2 separate regions of the Mus musculus genome follow, and region 1 is linked to region 2. Evidence: chromatin contacts called from public Hi-C data. All regions are on one chromosome and are shown on one strand. Each heading gives the region's core, a stretch centred on a gene start, on an enhancer-like site or on the middle of the called end of the contact. The rest is flanking DNA. Distances are from core to core; before and after follow the strand shown.

Evidence for each region. Hi-C and Micro-C count contacts between places; a contact is called where the count stands out from the background.
Region 1: a contact with region 2 is called in a Hi-C map of cerebellum, with 3 times the contacts expected there. The contact joins two enhancer-like sites. A contact is called at or near these places in 1 of 15 datasets of contacts at CTCF or cohesin (pro-B cells), 3 of 484 Hi-C or Micro-C datasets (cerebellar granule neurons and cerebellum) and 1 of 115 datasets of contacts at active chromatin or transcription factors (large pre-B cells).

Annotation. Positions count from the first base shown.
Region 1 is chr11:43,341,863-43,346,410 of GRCm38.p6, forward strand. No RefSeq gene overlaps it. Among named protein-coding and RNA genes, the nearest start is that of Mir146, 30 kb to the right of the region's middle. Within about 2 kb of position 3,014, at least 46 of the 459 cell types and tissues checked have an H3K27ac peak or open chromatin away from gene starts, as enhancers often do. A contact at or near this core is called in cerebellum, where this site is marked.
Region 2 is chr11:42,752,478-42,756,909 of GRCm38.p6, forward strand. No RefSeq gene overlaps it. Among named protein-coding and RNA genes, the nearest start is that of Gm34644, 120 kb to the right of the region's middle. Within about 2 kb of position 2,629, at least 8 of the 459 cell types and tissues checked have an H3K27ac peak or open chromatin away from gene starts, as enhancers often do. A contact at or near this core is called in cerebellum, where this site is marked.

The sequences.
Region 1 (4,548 bases), core at 1,764-4,263, 590 kb after region 2:
GAGCGCGTGTCTCTAGCTGCATATGTAGCAGAAGATGGCCTAGTCGGCCATCATTGGGAAGAGAGGCCCTTGGTCTTACAAACTTTATATGCCTCAGTACAGGGGAACGGCAGGGCCAAGAAGTGGGAGTGGGTGGGTAGGGGAGTTGTGGTGGGAGGGTATGGGGGACTTTTGGGATAGCATTTGAAATGTAAATGAAGAAAATACCTAATTAAAAAAAATAGCAAGCATGTCTCTCTGGCTTCCAGTTTCACTATGTGTGGTGGACCCAATTTTGAGATGGATACTTGCGGCCCCATTGCCATATTCTCTAGCCACAGCAGACATTATTAACCGCTTGCCATACCATTTCCCATCACAACCATATTTGGCTTTTAAGTCCTGATGATACCAATGTTCAAGTCAGCCACAAGCATGCAAACAATCAGGGACACACAGGGGAGTAAACGCTATCTAACCACCCATGCCCTATGTGGCTCATAGATTGCCTGTTTGCCATATCCATGCCAATGGTAAGGAAATGTCTGTGTTTTTACTTCCAGCCTAAGGACCAGTCAGAGAAAGTTCATCTCCAGGTAAATTCTTCCTGCTCATTCAGTCCTGCTACAATCTTCTCAGCATAAACTTTAACTCATAGCCAAAGAAAATCCAATCACCTACATGTGCATTCTCAGATGTAACTGCAGGGGTCAGATATGGGGAGCTGTCCTGGCTAGCTGTTTACTTTGTTTTGGTTGGTTGGTCGTTCTGTCCGTCAGTTGGTTGGTTTGTCTTTCCATCCTCTGTTCCTGTGGCTGTCCTGCTCTTGCTAGATGCGGCCCCAGTGCTTTCTTTGTGGTAGATTGTTTTGCCTTTCATTACTGTCTGCTGTTAAACAATGAGATCTTCATTCCTCCAACTTTTATTCCCCCCCCCCCTCCGCCCCCAGAAAAGTTCAAACCATGACCAGCAAGCTGAGCTCTGACCTCTAAGTTGCCATCACAGAGCAGCCAAGGAACAAAGAGAGAGTCAATCCCACAAAGAAAGACAGCCATCACTGTGAACCTTCTTCCCACCTCCTCTGTAAAATGCCCTTTGAAATGTTTATACGTACACCTCTGCTGAAATGCTGCAGCTCCAGACTCACAGATTGTTGGTGTAGAGCAGTCCCCGGGAGCGTCAGCCCCATCCACTGGTTAGCTTGAAGAGCCAGAAGACGTTTATTTGCTCCATCCGACTCATCTGAGTTGTAAAAGCTAATTCATCTCTCACAAGCCATTTCCAAGAAAACGGGTGAAGTCCTTACATTGAAAAGAGCAAACTACAGGAGGGTGTGGAGAGAGGAGATATCAAATAAGACTAAAGTATAAGAGTGTGTGTGTGTGTGTGTGTGTGTGTGTGTGTGTGTGAGAGAGAGAGAGACAGACAGACAGACAGACAGACAGACAGAGACAGAGAGAGACAGAGTAAGGGCATAAGAATGTTGGAATCTCACTATCCTCTACTATCAGAGTCACCTAGAGGCGAACACCAGATTGGGAGCACTAGAGAAAGGGCGAATAAAGAATTCAACTCACTTTTTGAGGACGGTATTTTTGGTTAATTGGGAGCTATAGTGAGTTCAAGAAAAAGAATTAGGGGTTGCAGTTGATCTGTTAGTCCAAGCAAGACACGGTAGTAGTTTCAGAAGGAGTCAGAGTCATAAAAGGGAAAGGTGGGCAGGTTAAAAATATGTCTGAGTCAAGTAATCAACGCAAGGCTAAGCACAGCATTGCAAGCGGGGAAGAGATACGAGATTTCGACAAAGTCTCTGACTTATTTAACTGCATTGTGGTTGCTGTTCAATGAGGTAAGAAACATCAGAAAGCACAGATGGGTGATTGCAGGCTCACTCTCAAAATGCTGATTTCAAGACATCCAAATGGTGAAGTCAGGTATTCCATTTGCAGCTGGTAGGAAACAGACGTGACTTTTGTATTTAAATGTGATGCATGGAAACAGAGGGGAAAGTTGGGCCTGACTAAAGGCACACTCCTTTTAATGGAAGCACTTGTGAAGCAGAGGCAGAAAGATATTGGTCAGGTCAAGGTCAGCCTGGTTTACATACTGAGTTTCCCCAGGCTAGTTAGGTAACACACAGTGAGCTCTTGTCTCGGGTAAGAAAAAGGGGGGAGGAGGAGGAGGAGGAGGAGGAGGAGGAGGAGGAGGAGGAGGAGGAGGAGGAGGAGGAGGAGGAGAGGAGGGGAGAAAAAGGAGGAGGAGAGGGAGGAAGAGGAGGAGGAGGAGTGGAAAGAAGTGCTTGGCTTAGCTAGGGTTATATCGTTAGGAGAGAGAATACAATGTGAGAGGAAACAAGGTCCTGGGACCACATGTAGTGGCCAAGAAGGTGAACCTCTAGAGAAACATGAGGGAAATCCAGGCACAGAAAAATTGCAGAATGGCATCAACCCCAGAGCCTTTTCCAAACATTAATTCCTCCCTTGGTCCTGTTTCTTGAGCATTTGCACACAAGGTTTGAAATAGACCACCAATTTCTGGAAGAAAAAAAAAAAATCTGTTTTCCTTCAGGCCTTGGCTATTTCAGCATGACAGCTTTTGGCCTTGACTAAGCCTGTAGCCCCTGGAGATCCCAAGCTGCCCTCTGTGTTAAGAATCCTCGCAGCCAGAAGGCCATATGCAGCCCCAGACCTTACCATGGGTCACTATAAAGACATAGCCCTGGGCTTCGCAGTCTCTAAGACAACCAGAGACCTGGGTTCCTCTGCCCACCGTGCCTCCATTTCCTATGGTCCTGTAAGGAAGGCAGAGCCATATAGATAATACAAGCCTCAGTGTGCCAGCTACTCTCTGCCCTTGATTCTATGTCCCTGCACTTGGCTGCATGCAGCCAGCTCACCAGACTATTACATCTGCTCCCAGTATTGATGCGACATGCAGCAATTTGCTTTGAAAATCAACGTCTGAGGATTGGAGGGTTTGTCTGAAGTGCAGACCCGGCGCTCTGCTGAAAGGGTACAGCTGACTCACAACGCTTTCGTTTGTTTGGTTTACCCAGTCAGACGCACGCACCCCACCGGCCCTGCCCAGCATGCATGATCTGTGAGTCTCCTCTGGAGTTTGATTTGGGAGGATAATAAGCTACACAAAGGAGCAGATAACCAGAGGGGCTTACTTGCTGTCTGAAGGGTTTATATTTAGCTTGTGACTGGGCAGCTGTCAGGATGTGGCAATCACCCTTGGGAAACATAGTCCTGGGGGAACACAAAGGCGGGGCAGGACTAGGACAGGAAGAGGATATGGAGGGTTTAAACTGTTTAGGGACACAGGAAAGAGGACCAGACCAAATGTACCATATAAGCTATTATCTGGGGACAGTATTTTGGATACTTGAAGCACAGAATACAGACACAGCGAACACAAAATAGTGAACAAGAGGCATTTTCCCCAATGTTCTGTAAATGGCCCGCACAGAGAAATTCGAGGTCCCTTTGTCTTTCCTTCCCAGCTACACTCTATGATGAGCAGCCAGCAGAGCAGGTGGCTCCAAAAGCCTGTGTTCGCATGCAGATCTCATATGAGCTCAGAAGCCATCTCCCCTTGCTAAACAATGGAAATGCTGGAAAAGATAATCTGAAAGACATCAAAATTCTTCCCCAGCAAAGACAAGGAGAGTAACCTGAAGGGCACAGGTGGGGTCAACAGGAACCTGCCCATTATAGATGCCTGGGTCAGTTATCACAGGATGCTCTGCACTTGTTAAAGGTTCAGGGCTGATGCCATCCAAAACAAACAAACAAACAAAAACAGTGGTCAATGTTTTTTATTTAATTTAATTACATTTCTCCCCTCCCTTTCCTACCTCCAAGCCCTCCCCACTCTCCCTCAAATCTATGTCCTCTTTTTCACTAATTGTCATTACATGTATTAGATAGATAGATAGATAGATAGATAGATAGATAGATAGATAGATAGATAGATAGATTGATAGATAGATAGATAGATAGATAGATAGATAGATAGATAGATAGATAGATAGATAGATAGAACGTATTCAGGAATGCAACCTGTTTAGCTAGTCTGATTAATTGTATGTGTGTTTACAGGGCTGGCAGTGTGGCACTTGGCAACCATCTGGTATGCTCTTCCCTGGGGAGGTCCACCCCATCCCACTCTCTGCTTTATTCAGGTGCCTAGAGCTCTTTATGTGGGGCTGAGACTTCATGGGCTTTCCCCTATCCAATCTGTCATGTCCACTGGTGCCATCCTTGTTCAGCTCACACTTGGACAGTCTTAGTGGTGAGACTTCATGAGTACAGCTTCTGATATTACTAGGAGACACAATCTTAGATCAAAGTCCCTGATCCCCTGGCTCTTGCAATCTTTCTGCCCCCTCTTCACAATGCTCTCTCAGCCTTACACGTGGGAGGATTTTGTAGATGTATCCACAGGGACTGGAGTCCACAAACCTGCACTTTGATTGGCTGAGGGTTTTTTGTAGTGGTCTCCATATGTTCCAAACAGCACTTTCCTTGATGTAAAGACTACAGTTACCTGTAGGTATAAGAACAA
Region 2 (4,432 bases), core at 1,379-3,878:
TGAGATATAAGATACAATTTGCAAAACACATGAAACTGAAGAAGAACGAAGACCAAAGTGTGGACACTTTGCCCCTTCTTAGAATTGGAAACAATCACCCATGGAAGGAGTTACTGAGACAAAGTTTGGAGCTGAGACAAAAGGATGGACCATCTAGAGACTGCCATATCCAGGGTTCTAGCCCATAATTAGCCTCCAAATGCTGACACCATTGCATACACTAGCAAGCGTTTGCTGAAAGGACCCTGATATAGCTGTCTCTTGTGAGACTATGCCGGGGTCTAGCAAACACATAAGTGGATGCTCAGAATCAGCTATTGTATGGATCACAGGGCCCCCAATGGAGGAGCTAGAGAAAGTATCCCAGGAGCTAAAGAGATCTGCAACCCTGTAGGTGCAACAACATTATGAACTAACCAGTACCCCGGAGCTCTTGACTCTAGCTGCATATGTATCAAAAGATGGCCAAGTCGGCCATCACTGGAAAGAGAGGCCCATTGGACACGCAAACTTTATATGCCCCAGTACAGGGGAACACCAGGGCCAAAAAATGGGAATGGGTGAGTAGGGAAGTGGGGGGAGGGTATGGGGGACTTTTGGGATAGCATTGGAAATGTAATTGAGGAAAATACATAATAAAAAATATTAAAGAAATATAAAAAAAAAAGAAAAAAAGAGAAGTGTCAAATCTTTTTTTTTTAATTGCATCGTCTTTTTTTTAATACTTTTTATTAGGTATTTTCCTCATTTACATTTCCAATGTTATCCCAAAAGTCCCCCATACCCTCCCACCCACTTCCCTACCCACCAACTCCCACTTTTTGCTTCTGGCGTTCCCCTGTACTGGGGCATATAAAGTTTGCAAGTCCAATGGGCCTCTCTTTCCATTGATGGCCGACTAGGCCATCTTTTGATACATATGCAGCTAGAGTCAAGAGCTCCGGGGTACTGGTTAGTTCATAATGTTGTTCCAACAGAAAATGTGGTACATTTACACAATGGAGTACTACTCAGCTATTAAAAAGAATGAATTTATGTAATTCCTAGCCAAATGGATGGACCTGGAGGGCATCATCCTGAGTGAGGTAACACAATCACAAAGGAACTCACACAATATGTACTCACTGATAAGTGGATATTAGCCCAAAACTTAGGATACCCAAGATATAAGATACAATTTGCTAAAGGCATGAAACTCAAGAAGAATGAAGACCAAAGTGTGGACACTGTGCCCCTTCTTAGAATTGGGAACAAAACACCCATGGAAGGAGTTACAGAGACAAAGTTTGGAGCTGTGACGAAAGGATGGACCATTTAGAGACTACCATATCCAGGGATCCACCCCATAATCAGCTTCCAAACGCTGACACCATTGCATACACTAGCAAGATTTTGCTGAAAGGATCCAGATATAGCTGTCTCTTGTGAGACTATGCAGGGGCCTAGCAAACACAGAAGTGGATGCTCACAGTCAGCTATTGGATGGATCACAGGGCTCCCAATGGAGGAGCTAGAGAAAGTACCTGAGAAGTGTCAAATCTTAATACTAAAAGAGTATTTGGCAGTGTCTCCTCTCAGAATGCAATCTCAATCATAAAGTACAAACTCTGTGAGGACATAGAAAAGAAGTGTTTTAGGTGATATCCCCAGTGCCTATCACAGCTTTGCATTGGGTAACCACTCAATACATACTTAGTGAATAAATGAATGGATGAAGTAGAAGAAAAGAGTTATATCTTCAGATCTTTAATTAAAACAATTCCCATGCTTCAGCTGAGAATGCATCACTTGGAGATCTTTCAGGTGTTCTGGTGTGAACTCTCCTTATGCTCATGGATGTTTCTTGAATACACTTAGGTTATGATTCTCAGGCCTCACCTAGGACAGTGTTTTTAAACCCCTTTGCTGGTTGCATATAAGATATTCTGAATATCAGATATTTACATTATGATTTATGACAGTAGCAAAAGTATAGTTAGGAAGTAGAAATTAAATAATTTTATGATTGGGGGTCACCACAACATGAGAAACTGTATTGACTTAGGGTCTTTGTATAGCATGTTTTCTTCTCTGGAAAGATAATTTCTGGATTTGTAATACTCTTCTGATGTATTTCCTCCCGGGGGGCGGGGGGGAAGAATTCCTTGTCAAGCTCTGTCCGATTAGCCTTCAGAACAACCCTGCCCCATAGTGGCAATCCTGTATCCAAAGAATGACTTCAAGACTGGTGAATGGTTTTGATCTCCTGCCAGGTTAGATGATGAAGAAAAAGAATTTGCCTTTCAGAGTTTAATTACAGCAGAATGAAGTTATTAGCTTTTTCAGCAAGCACACTGAAATGGGTTTAGTGTAGCTCCTAAGGCAGGAAGAACATAGCATGGAATACCAAATAAAAGTTAACAAATAGTAGATTAAAAAAAAAAAACACATTTTTTCTTTATCAGAAAAAGAAAAAAAAAAAAAACAGCTAGAGAATCTAAGCCCTGTGGCAGAGCAAACATGCTTGTTCCTTTAGCTTGCCAGATGGGGATCTGAGGTCCCAGAGGGCAGGATGGAGACACAGGGTGCTGCCTTATCCTAATGAGGTTTGCCCTAGAATTGAAGAAGACAGATGGGCCTGCAGCTTGGAAGCCCTCAGCAATCTCCCTGGTAACTGGCAAGCAAGGAGCGAATTCCTACGTTTGGTCACTGCCCTCTCACTCTGAGCCCTATCTCCCTGTGTCGTCTTGTTTGGGGAGCATTTGTACTGCTTTAAGCTACATTGAATTCTCCTCTCATGTTTCTTTCTGTTACTTCCTTGGTCTTATGTGCTTGTCTACTCTCCATTTCCATTACACTTTCCTGCAGTAGTGTTGCCTATATCAGCTCCATCTTAGTTATTTCTGAACCTGTGACAGGTGTTCTATGAAGAGTCATATATGGATTACTGATAAGTGAAGGTGGGTACTGCTTAAACCTCTTATTTCTCTTCATGCTCCCAATTTAGAGCTTTTTGTTGGAGTAAAATGGGAATGAATAGCCACTTGAAGAAATGTAGCATCCCTCCTACTTGATGCTAGCCCTTGGAGACTGCATACCTCAGTGAACGTGAGTGATCTCATCTCACAGTGAGACCCACGTATGCTTCCCTGGATGACAGCAGAGTCTCCACGGAGAACACATTTCCCTGCCACCAGGCAGTGAGCCAAATGCTTGTAGTGTTCTGCCTTGAGGAACACAGGCTAACTGGCCTTTTATGAGGGAATGATCAAAATTTGAGAACCATTCTCCTGGTGGAATTTAAATACTCTTACTCTCCTACAGAGCTATTTCCCTCCAGACTTCCCCCAAAGCAGCGAGAACACAAACAAACAAAAATTACTGTTGAAGAATTTAGAAAGTACCAACTATGTTAACATATAGAATTTGAGAGACTGAGACAGGAGAATAGAATATAAATAATAAACCAAAGAAAAAACAAATAAACTCTGAATTGATATGATGTTTAAACTGAAAAATTATACAGGAGTATGGGATGTATTTGCTAAGGAAAACATCATAAACAAATGAAGGCTGTTATTGTGTCACAGGTCTCACAATATAGGTCGTGACTCAAGAGTGCTATTCTATTTTAAATTGACAAAATGATCAATCAAAACGGAACGTGCATGAGCCATTGATGAGAATCTAGAGTAAGCCTCAGACTATGAATTGATATAGATCAATTCTGTCTGAAAATTAAAGAACAGAGATTACAGGTGGGCGGCATATCAAAATCTTCACTTTAAAATAAAAATGACATGAAATAGCGTCTATGACCTTATGATAACTCCCTTCACATTCTCTCTCACCCTATGCATTGACCATCCTTTCCTGGCATTTTATCATGCTTCCATGTCTCATATACAATGGACCTAGAGCTTATAGAGTTATTCTCTTAATGCCCAAAATACGATTCCCCTAACTCATTTCAGAGTCATTCACCCCTTGACCTCTTGTCTAAAAGGTCCTTTGTCTTCACAGTGATCTCTCTGACCTTGCAGGTAAACTTAGTCCCTTTTACTAAGTCCCTCCTTAGCAAACTGCAGTCCCTGCCATTGCCCTGTGGCTTCTCTACCCCATAGGCATCAAGAGCCGGTCCAACCTTGCTTTATACCTTATTTTCAACAACTAGCACATGACTAGGAAAGGATTCCATAAGACAAGTGATGGACTTTAGAGTCAGATTCTTTGTATAGAGTTCTATCTGGGTAAAATGTAAACTGTTGTGCAGCATTCAATGTTATAAGCAAAGGTGGGTAAGCTGGCTTCCTTACTGCCCCTCCAACCAAAGATGGCATCCCACATTGATACTATTCTATGTTCCTTTTGTCTGACATATTCTATACGGTCAGTTAGTCCCACTGTATCCCACCATCACAAGAAAATAAAACAAATCTCCACACAACAGAGG